Linked DNA regions of Mus musculus: regions 2, 3 and 4 are each linked to region 1. A link is a contact called in public promoter capture Hi-C data. All regions are on one chromosome and are shown on one strand. The core of a region is the stretch at or near the end of the contact, and the rest is flanking DNA. Distances in the headings are between cores, read along the strand shown. Region 1 holds the start of Zmat1 (zinc finger, matrin type 1). Region 2 holds the start of BC065397 (cDNA sequence BC065397). Region 3 holds the start of Tceal8 (transcription elongation factor A (SII)-like 8). Region 4 holds the start of Tspan6 (tetraspanin 6).

Region 1 (3,344 bases), core at 326-2,825:
AAAAAAATTTGTTTTGTCATTCCACCAAAGTGAAAGATGTGAAATATTGTGGAATGGCCCTCAAGGGCATATCATTTATACATCAGAAGAAATTATTTTATGAGGTTAATTTTAATGAGTGTCTTTACCCAAGAAAAAGGGAATCTAACCTGTTTCCTCTATTTTTACATTCACAATCTTTCACTTTGGATGTCCATGAACAAGATAAGGTAATCCAGAAAATATTTTTACAGTAATTATTAGATCTGAGCACTTCTGTAGCAGAATCCGTCTTAACCATTTAAGAACATCGCCCAAACTGCTTTCAACCACATTGCAATGGCAGATTTCACAGTCTAATAGTAGGCTGCTTACAGATACATAATAGCCTGTGTGAAAGGTCGCTTATATTCAAACAGTCAAGAGATAGCTCTCCATGTTTGGCATAGTAAGTGGTGGCAGGTACAACAGCACTTACTTGAACCCAAAGAAATGTTAAAGATGGGCCCTTAACCCTGTTTCACTAGGCCTTAACCTCAAATACCAAAGAAAATTCTCCAAATGATTTCTGAAATTTGTGCTTCTGCCAAACACTTTCTCTTCAGTACAGGCCTCATTGCCAGAGAGGAACCTATGACCTCACGTCCAACAAATTCTACTTGAAAGCTCAAGTACACATGCTAAACTGTCCAAATTGCTAACTCTGTCGTCTCTCTGTAAATATCACACTGCCGAGTTTATTTCCTGAGTTTCTACACTGCAAGACGTTGAATCGCACCAGGGAGGGGGGGGGGGTTCCTGTTAAATTTCTGATAGTCCCTCTTTGCTCTCCCTTTCCTTTCCCTGGCTCCACAGCACTTCTGCTCTGCCTCCTCTTCCCAAATTGCACATCAGCATCCTACTTCCCCCTAAAGCGGCTAGCTAAGACAAAAATTATGTTTATTATTATTTTTCCCCTTCAAACTCCTGTCTTAAGAGTATCTGCCATTCCTTTGCTGGGGGGGGGGTGGGCTTTGGGGAAGGGGAGGTTAGGGATGCCCTTCACAGCTTCAGTCCTTCTGAGACCCTAGGGCCTAATTAGGGAGGGGGGTGGGATGGGGTGGGGGTGGGGTGGGACAGGTCCAAGCTCAGCGGAGCGGGGCGGGACGGGGCGGGGCGGGGCGAGCTTGGCCTTTACTGCGCCACAGCAGGTGGGGGGTGGGGCGGTGTCGAACCGCGCCCAGTCCGGGTTCCGGGCCAGCTGCTGACTGGCGGCGAAGGCGAACAGGCCGCCTTCGCGTCCCGGGACGGGAACTCACCTTCTCTGAGGCAAGGGCAGGTGTCTACTTTAAAACTACTGTCCCCCCTCCCCGCCGCCGCCATAGTGGAGCCGCCAAAGCCGCCGCCGCCTTCTCCACAGCACCGGCAAGTGAGCAGGCAGGGGTGGAGGTGGCAGAGGAGGGAGGCACCAGCAAGGCCGCCGCCGCTGCCGCCGCGTAGGCGGCGGCGGAGGCGACAGCTTAGGGAACTTCCCGAGGGTGGGAAGACCTCGCCAGCTGAGCTACAGCTTTCGGCGACGCCACCGCCGCCGCCGCCGTCGCAGCCTGGCGCGCACAATTGCACTGGAGTCCGGATTCCGTTAGGCTTTTTTTTTTTTAGCCCCGCCTTCGCCCAAGCTCCACCTCCCATCCTTTGCTTCCTCTTTGGCAACCCCAGCCTCGCTCTGGCTCCCCTCATCCTCCAATAGGAGAGCCATGCACCCGCAGGATGCCTCCCCCTTCCCCCGTGGCTCTGCAGTACGGACCTCCCTCCGGAGAGGAAGAAAAAAGATGGCCAAGGGCGAAGGGCAAAAAGCGCGGGATGTAAAAACAAATGTCCTTATACGGTGGGGACTGACGCACTAATCTAACAGCATTTTTTTTTTAAATGTCAGGCTCTCTCTTGATCCCACCTCCAAAATCTCTCTAAAAGACATTTTCCCCTCTTTTGAAATAAGCAGGATCTGGTCCTTCAGTCTAAATGGCCCCTTAAACAACAGCTTGGCCATCAAAATTACCGTAAATCTGGTGCACAGTGGAAGAACGGAACTATTACTCAGCGTTTAATTCTCATCACTTTCCCCCAAACCCCTTAGAACTCCAATATTTTATGTTCATTTCCCTGCCTTTAAAACATACAAATTGTCACGTAGATGTATGCTTAAATACTGTTATTTTTGTTATAATAAAAAATACACACTTAAAACCAGCTATTGCAAAACTATTTTTTGTTTTGAAATTTTCATATAATTGTGTAGTTAATGGAAATAATCTAATTGGCCGGCTTGTCGTGAAGCATTATTTATATTTTCGAATTGCCCAATATTTCAGTTTATTGATCTCAAGCATTAAATTTTAAAGATTTTGCAAAATGATTGCCTATGCCAAAACACATTATTTAAAAGTAAATGCAATTATAGTTATTTTCTAAAGAAATTGTTTTAAATATAGACCAAGTAATTAAACATAATTTTTAAAAAAAATAACACAAAATTTGTTTTGGACTTCAAATAATGGTTATTATTATACCTAAATTAAATTTGAAAGAGGTCAAGCTGTTATCCAGCAATGGCATTTATTTTTAATTTAAAAAGTATTTAGTTGTGTGTGTGTGTGCACGTGCGTGCACGCGTGTGCTTTAGTGTAAGTAATTACACTGTAGTTCATGCAGGAGATCAAGATCAGAAGAGGTGTCAGAATACCTGGGACTGAAGCAGACTGTTATGAACTGCCTGCCATATGGGTGCTAAACCCAAGTTCTTTGCAAGAGCACTTAAGTATTCTTAACCGCTTAATCATCTCTCCAGACCCCAAAAATGAAATTTAAAGGAAACAATTTGATCCTTGGTAATCAGACTCTTTCTGTAGGTATAAGGTTTTTGTATACTGTGTAAAGTTTACCCTACTGTTATTCAAATGCTGATTTCTGTGGCCTGATACCTTGTTTTAATCCAGACACAGCATTGTAATTCTTATACCAAGAATCTCCTGTCTCAAGTTTGTATAAACAATTCTTACCATTTGTCAATAAATGCTGATTGCCCAATGGCTGGGCAGGATAAAGAATAGGGCAGGACGTCTGCCAACCGGAGGAAGGAGAGAGTGTAGAGAAAGAGATTCAGATTAGCAAGGAGGGAGGAGGATTTGGAGCCATGAGGTGTCCAGAGAGAAGTCATGGAAACACACATGAAACTCAAAGAGCCAGATCAATAATAATATGCGAGAATCAAGGGGTGGTGCTAGGAAGTAGCCAGCTTAGCATAAAAAGTAAAGATCATTTAATTGCCTAGCTATTGAGGTGCAATTTTAACTAAATCTTGGTGTCCCTGTGTAGTTATTGGGGGCTAA
Region 2 (3,344 bases), core at 486-2,985, 1.7 Mb after region 1:
TCCAGCTCTCTCCAGCAGCCGACGTGTGATCACTGCTGCTCCTCCAACCGCCATAGTAAAGCCAGGTTTCTCTGGCAACTGATATCCATAGGCAGACACGTCACCCTGGAGGCGGGCTTAGCCCATCAGCCAATCCTAGCCGTCTTGTCTGAGTTTTAGAATGTTCCATACCCAGATGATTGGACAGCCGCCCCCACGTCAGCAGTGACACTCAGCCGCAGTAAAGGCGGGTGCTAGCAACCTGCTTCTTCATGCTTAGGGCCGACTGCAAACCAATTAGCATCCTTCTTCAGTGAGGGCTCCCGCCAATGGCGATGGTTCTTTTAGGATCTTAGCCCGCCCTCCAAGTGCGCTCCAGCCGTTGGGTCAGAAGTCTATAGGGCAGCGCGTTCACGTGGCCCGTCTTCACGACCCAGAGTTCCCCTGACCGTGGGTTTTTTTTTTCCCCCCCTCGCGCTCGCCTTCTCTCCTGCAGGGAGGCATTATGGGTTTGTGGGTCCGCTCCCCTCCCCCGCCCCCGCCCCGCTGGGAAAGGAAGTGCCGACGTGGCTGGCGGAAACAGGCTAGGCGGAAATGAGCTAAGGTTCCCGCGAGTGGGAAGAGCGAGGGCAGACCCGGGGCCACGCCCCCGAGCCTGTTGCGCAACTCGCGGACCTGGGGAGAGAGGAAAAAAAAACACCAACGCCCCCCCAAAAAAACCAAAGGCAAAGGAATGGTGAAGGTTTTGAGGTGTGAGGCGTGTGAGGGTGGTGAGTGCCACTGGGCGGATGCCTGGATGCTTTGGAGAAACGGGGTGTCTGCGCGCACGCGGGCGCAGGCAGGCTCGCGTGGCTGTGGAGTGTGGGTGTGGGCGCACAGCCGCCCTCGTGGCGCTGGCGATGATGGGTGTGCGCAGGCGTGCTGCCCTGGTGGGGACGGGAGGGGCCGTGTGTGAGTGTGTGTGTGTGTGTGTGTGTGTGTGTGTGTGCGCGCGCGCGCGTGAGCGTAGGCGAGGTCCCTCATTTTGGTGGATTTTTCTGCCTTTTTTATGTTTGCAAACTGCATTAATAAAACTGAGAATAACTAGGACAGTGCTAGTATCTAAAGGAAAGGGCTTCTGTAAGAAAAGGCCTGCCGATTTAATCAAATTCCTTTCTTTTCTTTGCCTTTTTTCGTTTTTTTGTTTGTTTTTGAGGCCTGTTGTAACTAGGTAGCCCTGGCTGGCCTGGAACTCGGAGATCCACCTGTCCCTTCACGGCCTTCGAGCGCTGGGATTAAAAGCATGCGCCACTCCACCCAGTCCGATTTAATTTTAGACCCTAGAGATGATCATTATTCCCACATTATAGTCCACCAAAATAAACTTCTTCCATGGTTAAGATTCAGAACTATATTAGTAACGTAAAAGGGCGTTTCTTTCAAGTTTCCAGTTGTACACCCCCTCCTCTCTGTCCCCAAGGCCTCCCCTTTGCCCTTCACCAAATTTACTGCGAATCTCCCTTATGCCCCCTCACCAGGTTTATCGCTAAATTGGCACACAAAATTTTAATGAAAACATAGGCAACTAAATTCCCCAGTGATAGAGACAACTCCAGTTTCCTGTGGGTGGTGAGCCTCACCTACCTTTTTTCCTAATCTCCAAGCGGAGTGATCAAATACACATTCGGCCAATTTTCCAGAAAGTTCACTGGCTGAGCAGTAAACCTCTTGAATCTGCCGCTAGATGTCACCAAATCCCAGCCAAAGGAGTTACTGCTTGGTTCCCAGGGATTGTGAGATTGATTTTTTTGCTCCACCCACTTCTTATTTTATGGGCTCCCTAATCTCTGGCTGACTCATATATATATCTTAAATTCCTAAAGATGAATAAGATCAAGTTCTGTGAAGTAACAGTACTAGGCAAGGAATTATATATCCGAAAATTCTGGTTAATTTCCTTAAGCAAAAAAAAAAAAAAAAAAAAAAGTCACCTGTTCTGGCACATCTTTTGTTTTTTCTCAGGATTGATAAATGGGCCTAAATTCTGATGCTAAAACCCTTCGTGAGCTGTGGCGCAGCCGCAGTATCAGCGCTTGGGAGGAAGAAGGGCCGCAAATTAAAGGCCAGCTTAGATTACATATTGAGGCCCCGTCACTACATAAATAAACCAATGAAAGAATATTCTTTTTGCTCACTTTTTTCCCCTCTTGAAATTTTTATCAGGTACGTGTGTTGGCCCCTCAGGTTTATGTAGTGGTTCTGTGCTGTCCGGAGTGAGAAGGTAGGTACTTAATATACCAAAAGTTATATTTTATCACGGTGAGAGTCATCACACAGTTAAAACTCTTAGTTCCTAACTACAGTTTTAAGCCTGTTCCCCCCTGAGGGAGCTCACCTGTGTGACGGACCTTACCTGAAGATCAGGCCTAGTCTCCGATGCAGGCGCCTAGGGAGACTCTCCAGCCACAAGGGCGGCTCAAGGTGTCTCTCCAGGTGTGCAGCGAAAGACCGATGCTTTCTATCTCCCTCCTTATATACTCACAGTCCAGCGGGCGTCATGGGATTCTTGTCCCGTGTCTGGTTATCTTAGCGACTGATGTCATTGGGGGCTGGTTATCAGGTACAGCCTTGGGGGTAGTGGAGTTCCTGACTAAGCTGTTTTTCGAAGACAAAGGGCATTTTCTCCCCTACTATTCTCGTTACAATTCCGAAAAAAAAAAAAACGTGGTTGTGTCTTTTAAAGTCGATAGTAAGTAGGAAAGCATTTCACTTAGGTTTCACAGCGCATAATGATGTCGCCTTGAGGGTTTTTTTTTTTCTCGATGTACCTGTGTGACCTGTGCATTTCGCGGCTAAAGTTCACCTTCATTTAGGTCTTTTCCCTCTGTTGCGGTTCACCCTATTTTCTATGGAAGGATCTCACTGAACTCAGAGTTTACTACATGGGCTATACTGGCTTGTCAGTGAGCTCCCAGGATCTGCCCATTTCTACCAACAGTCCCCCTTAAAATACGGGGGTTATAGATAGGTGCCCCATGTTCGGCTTTTATATACGTGCTGGGGAACTGAACTTAGGCCCTCATGCTTGAGCAGCAGACCCCCTACATCTCCCGAGTCAGACCATCAATTTTTAATATTTTCTCTATTTCAGATGTTGTTTTAAATCCTTCCCATAGGTATTTCTTTTTTCTTAACAAAATTCTACTACACTATAATCAGCCAAAAAAAAATAGGTTTTAGTTACTAATTATATGTATTTGTACACACGGGTGAAGGATTTTTAATTTTTTTAAATTTTACTGTTTTTAATTAGGCATACATCTACATGTGTGTATGTGACATGTGTTCAGAAGTCAGAGGCACTGGGTCCTCCGGAGCTGGAATTC
Region 3 (3,344 bases), core at 545-3,044, 1.2 Mb after region 1:
CATAAATGTGAAACTTTCCAACTGAAAGATAAACGTGGAAAATGGGTCAAAAATCCAAAATCCAATGAGATGCTGGTAACAACGAAACTACATAACAGAAAATACCGCCAGGTAATTATTATTAAAAGTAAAATGAAGTTCAAAGATACATCAGAAAATGCTAAGAGAAAGAAAGCAGCAGCCACATTTCAATATCAGAGAAAAAAACGATTTCAAGGCCTGAAGCACACAGGGTAAGGACGGCTTCGGGAATGTCTTTGCTTCCAATGCATCAACACGAACTTGTTTCTTACTCTTCTTATCTCTTCCCTAAGCCTTTCCAACTCATCTACGCCTCTTATCACTTCTTCGGGGTTCAGATGCCTTGCGGGAGTGTCCTCTTTGGGCTCTGGGCTGGGTTCAGCAGGCTCTCCTCTATGGCTCCCTTCAGTTTCCTCCCTCACATTTTCTCCAGAAGCCTGAAGAGTTTCTCCTGCCTGCTGTGGTGGATCTTCTGAAGGATGGCCTTCGTCTGCTTTTGGTGTGTTCTGGGGTGTTCCTTCGTTCTCGTCACAAGACTTTTGCATGTTGATTATTTTCTTAATGAATTAATCCTAGGGGGATAAAAACAAGGAAACAAAACCGACTAGGTGTCAGGCAGATGGACAAGCTTTTGTGTTCCCATAGCGACTGACTTTTGTTTCAGGTCACTTAATTGCCAAAAAGTTTTCTAACTAGACAAGTCAGGTTCTGAGCTCCTGACTCCACCCCTTCCTCCACCCCCCCCACCCCCCCCTTGCTCTCCAACTCCATCTTCTCCTGTCCCGGCTCCAGCCCACCATTTTCCCAGCAGGCCCTGCAACAAACCTCTCCTAGCACTGAAATGGGAGCGGCGTGGAAGCAATTAACCCTTCCCTCACCACATGGCTCTAACACTCCCGCCCTTTCGGGCTTTTCCAAGTCATCCCATCCTCAGCTTCTCACCAGCAACAGTCAGGTCAGCGGTCTCCTCTCTCTTTTAAATGTCTTTAGCCTCTCCCTTTCCTTCCTTCACCCCATTTCCGCAGCAGGATTTGCAGGGGCCTTCTGTGCTTAATCCGGATGGGAGGCAGCCGTGACGCCCCTGGGATGTGCTTTGGTGTCTTCCACACTCCTACCCCCACCCAAAGGGACCTGAAGCAATTGCACCCTTGCACTGACCTGTAGGTACCTGGAGATTTTCCTCTCTTCTTGCACCTCGATTTATGTCGCGCTCAAAAGATCAAGAGTGCTGAAGAAAGACAGGAGTTCTTGGTGAGCACACTAGTGCCTAAATCAAAAGGTCTTGCTAACGGATAGCACAAAGTTTTTCCACATCCCCCTCTTCTCCCTCCCTTTGTGGCAACCCCGCCTTCATCTGTACCCTGTTTCCCAGCAAGAGGGCAAAGAATCAGACAAGTTTTCCCCACAGTGTTATTGTTTCTTCTCTCCGTCTCTCGCAGTTCTCCTTTCCCCGTCTCTTTTCTTTCTCTGCCGGACTCGGTTAGCTACCTCCCTCCCAATCTGCCCCATCCCTCATCAAGCAGCCCCAAACCTCTCGCACAAAATAGTTTAGCAGAACCCTAGGATAAGAGAAAGAGTGCGGGATGAGCGTGCTTTCTGTTCTCTGCTCCCTCCACCCTATGATCTCTTAAGCCAGCGCCCACTATTAAAGTACCTGGAAGTAGCTGGGCCACTCTTCTCTAGCAGGACAGAGCTGCTACTGGGGAACTGGGCCTAGACTATAAGGACTTCTGCACACGTCGACTGCTGGTCACGTGAGGATCGCGTCATCAATGAGCTCCAGCCTTTGGTTACCCCTCCCATTAACATGCAGCCCGCCCCCTACATTCCCTTCACTAGATACTGTCAATCTTTTTTCCTATTTGCCAATAGGAGACAATAAAACTCGTCTCGTCACCAAGTAGTATCTATTCACCTTACTCAGATTACCAGGAAAAGAGCAGTCTTTTAGGGTACGTCGACCAATTCTCCTAATTTGGGAAGTCAGCTCTTTCTCTCCCTTGCTCCCTATACTTCCCTTCCCCTCCCCCCACCAAATCCTACAGTCCACCATTTCTCTGGGAAGCTTCTCTGTCTTTAAAATGGGGGAAGGTTGTAGATGTGCGCTTGTGGGGGTAGCGGAAGAATAAAAGCCTAAGGAAGGGATGTTTAGCTTCTTGAGTCGTTTTCTGTGGTGTTCTGTTGTAAGAATCAGGGTTTAAAATGATATTTAAAAAGAGATACTTCATATTCACTATTTCACACTAGATGAGGAGAAAATAACTTCATTAAATCAATTTTAAGGTTTCAAAAAGTATTCTAATGACTGCAAGTGAAAGCACAGTATTTACAACATATTGATGTGTTGGGGTTTTTTAAAAATCTTACTAAAATGGCATCGTTTGCAAACCGACTCTGAAAACAGCCGATTTGTTTCGTTAGTTTTGTCTCCGCAATCCACGACTCTCTTTGCCTGAGCTTAGGCTATTATTAGACGTCTGAACTTTTAATTGATGACTGCTGGCAGCTCCCACTTGCAAATAAAGGCTTCAGACAGACTTCTTTTCCTTGTCCTTTGTGGGAGCCAGTGTCTTTGTTAAACAGAAAAGCCTGCTTTTCACTCAGTGAACTTTCGTGGGACTCAACGAAATATGTTTGTTGGTAAACTTTTGTTATTAAGAACAGAATGTTTGTAAGGAAAGAGCGCTCACAATGAAGCAGAAAGGAGGTAACTCTTTGTATGTCACTATTGACTGTGGGGCTTATTAAGCATGTAGGGTTTTCCATTCATTCATTCATTCATTCATTCGTGGAACTCTAGATACCCTGGTAGGATTCAAAGTGCTCCATTAAAACAAGAGCCATCTCAGAGAACTCCATACCCTACCATAGAGCTATGTACACCACATGTTCACTGCTGCTTTCTTCACCATAGCAAGGAATAATGTTCAGCTTAAAAAAAAAAAAGAATGAAAAAATGTTGTTACAAAATTTTCAGGAAAATAAACGCACTTAGAATGTTTAATATTCACTGAGATCACACAGTATCAGAAGGAAAATAAATCACATAGTCTTCCCCATAAGCAAAACCTAGTCGATAATATATATGTATATAAACGAATTTACATGTAGGCACAGTATAACATTCAGAAATGAAAACAAGAAAGTCTAATATTTGGAGGTGAGGAAGGATTGAATGCAAAGAATGGACATGAGATAGGAAGAGGACAGAAATCTAATCATTTGCCTAGTTCTAACTTTGCTGTGGATTTCTTCTTTTCTTTTCCTTGTTGCTGATAGATAAGTGCTTACAATACATTCAGTAGTGTAGGTGTAAGCTCAAA
Region 4 (3,344 bases), core at 616-3,115, 1.1 Mb before region 1:
CAGTTTCAAATGGTTTTAAACATATTGAAAGCTTATCAAACTGGGCCACTTATGGAATTATTTATCTAAGACAAAAGGACAAAGTTTTAACATAGTATGATTGTCTAAGTCAGGCTTACCTCATGTCTGAAAACAAATCCAACAATGGCGGCAACTAGTTCGACCAAAAAAATGAGTGTCAGAAACATCGCGTACTGTGGGATGAAAAGGTTTTTAAAAGTTCAAGTTAGTACAAACAAGACTCAGACCAAAAGACTCATATATCACAGAGGAAAAGAGGGAGGTGGCTGGAGTTCTGAGCAATCAATTGAACACATTTTTATTGAAAAGGGCAGGGAAGGCAGTATCCAAAGCTCTAATTAAATATGGAAGCTAGCAGAGGGACTGGTAGTTTGGTTTTTTTTGTTTTTTTTTTTTTTTTTTTTTTTTGGGTATTTTTTTTTCCATAAGGAATGGAAAAAACAGCTACGGCCAATTCCAAGAAACAAAGACATTATAGAACATATAAGAATCTTCCAGGAAAACCAAGAGCATTCTAAAGAAATCAAGGACTTACTCACCAGTTTCAGCATCCAGGCGGAGGCTCGACAGGTAGCGAAACAACCAAAGGTGCCCAAGAGAATAATGACAGTGCCTGTGCCAATGAGCACAAAAGGCACATTGGTGGCCTTCTCATTTAAGAGGGAAAAATAATTTTCCAGGCTCACCTTGCCCCAAATGCCAACGGCAAGAAGGATAACACCAGTGATCTATGTGAGAAACCAGAGAAAGAAACAATCAGGCACCGTACAAGCTTGAGTCCTTGATCACAAACTCAGGAGGCATCTAAGACACAATGCTTGTGAGAATTGATTAACAGCCCAGTTGCCACAGCACAGTGGCTAGGATATGGGGGGATGGGATGGGGTAAATATGGAAGAGGTAGGAGAAAAGGGTTCTGCAAAAAAGAAAAAAAAAAGGCGGGTTGTGTACTAGGTATCATCTCAAAACTGCATGAATCCATCTGTTTCGTTGTGTAAAATACATTCCCTGCGGCATACATGTCTAGAAATGAAAATTTCCTCAAGCAATTTAATCCAGTCCGAGAAAGAAAACCATCTTGTAGAGAGGGAAGGGTTAAAGGCGTTTCTGAATTCCAGAAACTTCTCGAATCCCCCATCCCCAATTTTGGGATGGACATAGGATACAAAGGGATGGTACACAAAAGAAAACCCAAGGAGAGAGGCTGGCAGGAATAGATTCACACCATACTTACCTGTGAAAAACTCCCCTCTTATGAAGCAGTGAAAAGAGAGATATTATTATGCAAAAGACCCCTCAAAGGAAAGGTTCAGGGACACCTCGTGTGCTCTAGGGGCCTTAACCCCTTTCTTCATCTCCCGCTCCGACCTCGATCTCCTGAGACATCTGGGTCCTACTTCAACCAGTCATCTCACATCAAGACCCCAACGCCAACGCAGTGCCGCCCACCCCAGCTCCCATCTCGGGGACCCCGCCACTGTGGCCTAGGCCAACTCGTGGCCAAGGCTGGGGTCTCTGGAACCACTGCCGCCCAAAGCTCATCCCACTCCAGACCCGAGGTTCTCTGCTCCCAGTCACACCCACCACCTAAGCGAGAGTTCCCCAGCCGTTCCCGTGTCTCACCCAAAAGATGAAAGTGTAGATCAAGAGAACGCTTTTCAAACAAGTAATGACCGGCTTAGTCTGCAGCCTCCGAGATGGGGACGCCATGACTACCCGGAGACCCTGCGCCTATGCACCGGGCGATCGGCTCGAGCTTGCCAGGCGCGAGAGTTTCCGAGTTTCCACGGAAACTGCCGAAAACTCACGAGTATCTGCAACTGAGAAGAACCGGAAACAGGAGACGATTTTCTAGAGGGTCATTCTTAGGAGGCTGCCCGGAAAGTTGCAACAATCGGACGCCCCCTACTGATCGTTACTGAAAACTAAATGTTAATAATACTTGCTTCGGTATGTTTTTTTTCTTCTTCTTCTTTTCTTCTTCTTCTTCTTCTTCTTCTTCTTCTTCTTCTTCTTTTCTTCTTTTTCTTCTTTTCTTCTTCCTCTTGTTCTTGTTCTTGTTCTTGTTCTTGTTCTTGTTCTTCTTCTTCTTCTTCTTCTTCTTCTTCTTCTTCTTCTTTTCTTTTTGTTGGTGGTGGCTTTTTGGTATTGTTGTTGCTTCTCTATGGAATCTTTCCTGTTTCCCACCTAACCTTCTCCCCCGAGTCTTTTTTACTTCATCGTAAGTTGTCTATCACTGCCCGCAATGTTGGAAGGTCCAGCCTCCCAGGTCCCTAGTGCCCTAAAAGAAAAGAATAAAAGCAAAAATCAGATTGCCCTCCACTTGAATACGATCTTTACTTCTCATGAGAACAGCATAAGGATATTTTCTTCTTCTAATCAGATTCACAATAAGTATGTAAAATGTACATAAATACAAATGAATTAATGAAGTGAAGCAGAGATGGTTAAGTGTGTGGTATTGCTACAAGGTTGGAAGGCAATATCTACCTCGTATTCAATACAGACTTTACAGCCAGGTTATGTATTCATGAAAGATAAGGAGATTCCCCATTTTTTTTCTACTTGAAAGTTTGCTCGAAAAATATGCTACTACAGAAGCAGAGGACAAGAAAGTTCCATTGACTTGATCATGCAGAGCTTTCCTGTGGTTTAAATATTGACCTAGGACCAGTTCCTATAACATCCAACCACACATCTGCAGTCCAAGAAAATAACATTTGGAAAATGAGTTATTTCATTCCCAGGCTTTATACTAAATTTTATCCCAAAAGTACAAAGGTACAATACAAAGCTTTTCGGAAACTGGAGGGTCTCTCTTTCCCTCTCTCTCATCTCTCTGTGTGTGTGCATATTTTTGCTCTGGGGACAACATACTCCCGTAAATACTTTGAGGTAAAGTCATCAGGAAACAGACATTCAGCTTTTAGAATACATTTACCATAGCTGCAGTCAGGCAGCTGGAGGAAGGAAGCTTTAAAAATATGCAAAGCTTCCTTCTGAAGCTAACTGACCCTATCTGAGGATTCCTGTATTAAAAACAACAACGAGCAAGGGAAGTCTTGCTAACTCCTTGTCATCCTAAATAGAAAGTTTTCTTCTGAAGTTTAGATTTGTTCCATGACTTTGAAATCATTTTCATTGTAAGCCTAAGAGGAAAGTAATTTTTGTGTGGCTGAAGAAAGAAAGAAAGAAAGAAAGAAAGAAAGAAAGAAAGAAAGAAAGAAAGAAAGAACAGCTAAAACTAAAAGGCACATCTTATTTCCAAGAATGTGTTAATGTTCCTTCTCTCCCTTCCTCTGCCACTCACAACACTGCTTTGT

What was found. Promoter capture Hi-C pulls out the DNA fragments that hold promoters and counts their contacts.
Region 2: a promoter capture Hi-C map of erythroid cells shows a contact between it and region 1, with 55 times the contacts expected there. The contact joins the promoter of BC065397 here to the promoter of Zmat1 in region 1. A contact is called at or near these places in 3 of 39 promoter capture datasets (erythroid cells, liver and pre-B cells).
Region 3: a contact with region 1 is called in a promoter capture Hi-C map of erythroid cells, with 35 times the contacts expected there. The contact joins the promoter of Tceal8 here to the promoter of Zmat1 in region 1. A contact is called at or near these places in 4 of 39 promoter capture datasets (erythroid cells, hippocampal neurons, liver and 1 more) and 1 of 9 other capture datasets (adipose tissue).
Region 4: a contact with region 1 is called in a promoter capture Hi-C map of cranial neural crest, with 4 times the contacts expected there. The contact joins the promoter of Tspan6 here to the promoter of Zmat1 in region 1. A contact is called at or near these places in 3 of 39 promoter capture datasets (the HPC-7 cell line, cranial neural crest and pre-B cells).

Annotation. Positions count from the first base shown.
Region 1 is chrX:135,007,634-135,010,977 of GRCm38.p6, forward strand. Zmat1 (zinc finger, matrin type 1) reads right to left here and starts at 1,576. Exons shown (of 7, transcript NM_175446.3): 1 at 1,278-1,576. The coding sequence starts at 1,341.
Region 2 is chrX:136,741,222-136,744,565 of GRCm38.p6, forward strand. BC065397 (cDNA sequence BC065397) reads left to right here and starts at 1,736. Exons shown (of 10, transcript NR_033324.1): 1 at 1,736-3,344. It overlaps Morf4l2 (mortality factor 4 like 2), which reads right to left and starts at 131. Exons shown (of 4, transcript NM_001168226.1): 1 at 1-131.
Region 3 is chrX:136,170,457-136,173,800 of GRCm38.p6, forward strand. Tceal8 (transcription elongation factor A (SII)-like 8) reads right to left here and starts at 1,795. Exons shown (of 3, transcript NM_025703.3): 1 at 1,676-1,795; 2 at 1,180-1,249; 3 at 1-593. The coding sequence starts at 566. The coding sequence ends at 213.
Region 4 is chrX:133,896,564-133,899,907 of GRCm38.p6, forward strand. It overlaps Tspan6 (tetraspanin 6), which reads right to left and starts at 1,866. Exons shown (of 8, transcript NM_019656.3): 1 at 1,645-1,866; 2 at 561-749; 3 at 120-194. The coding sequence starts at 1,731.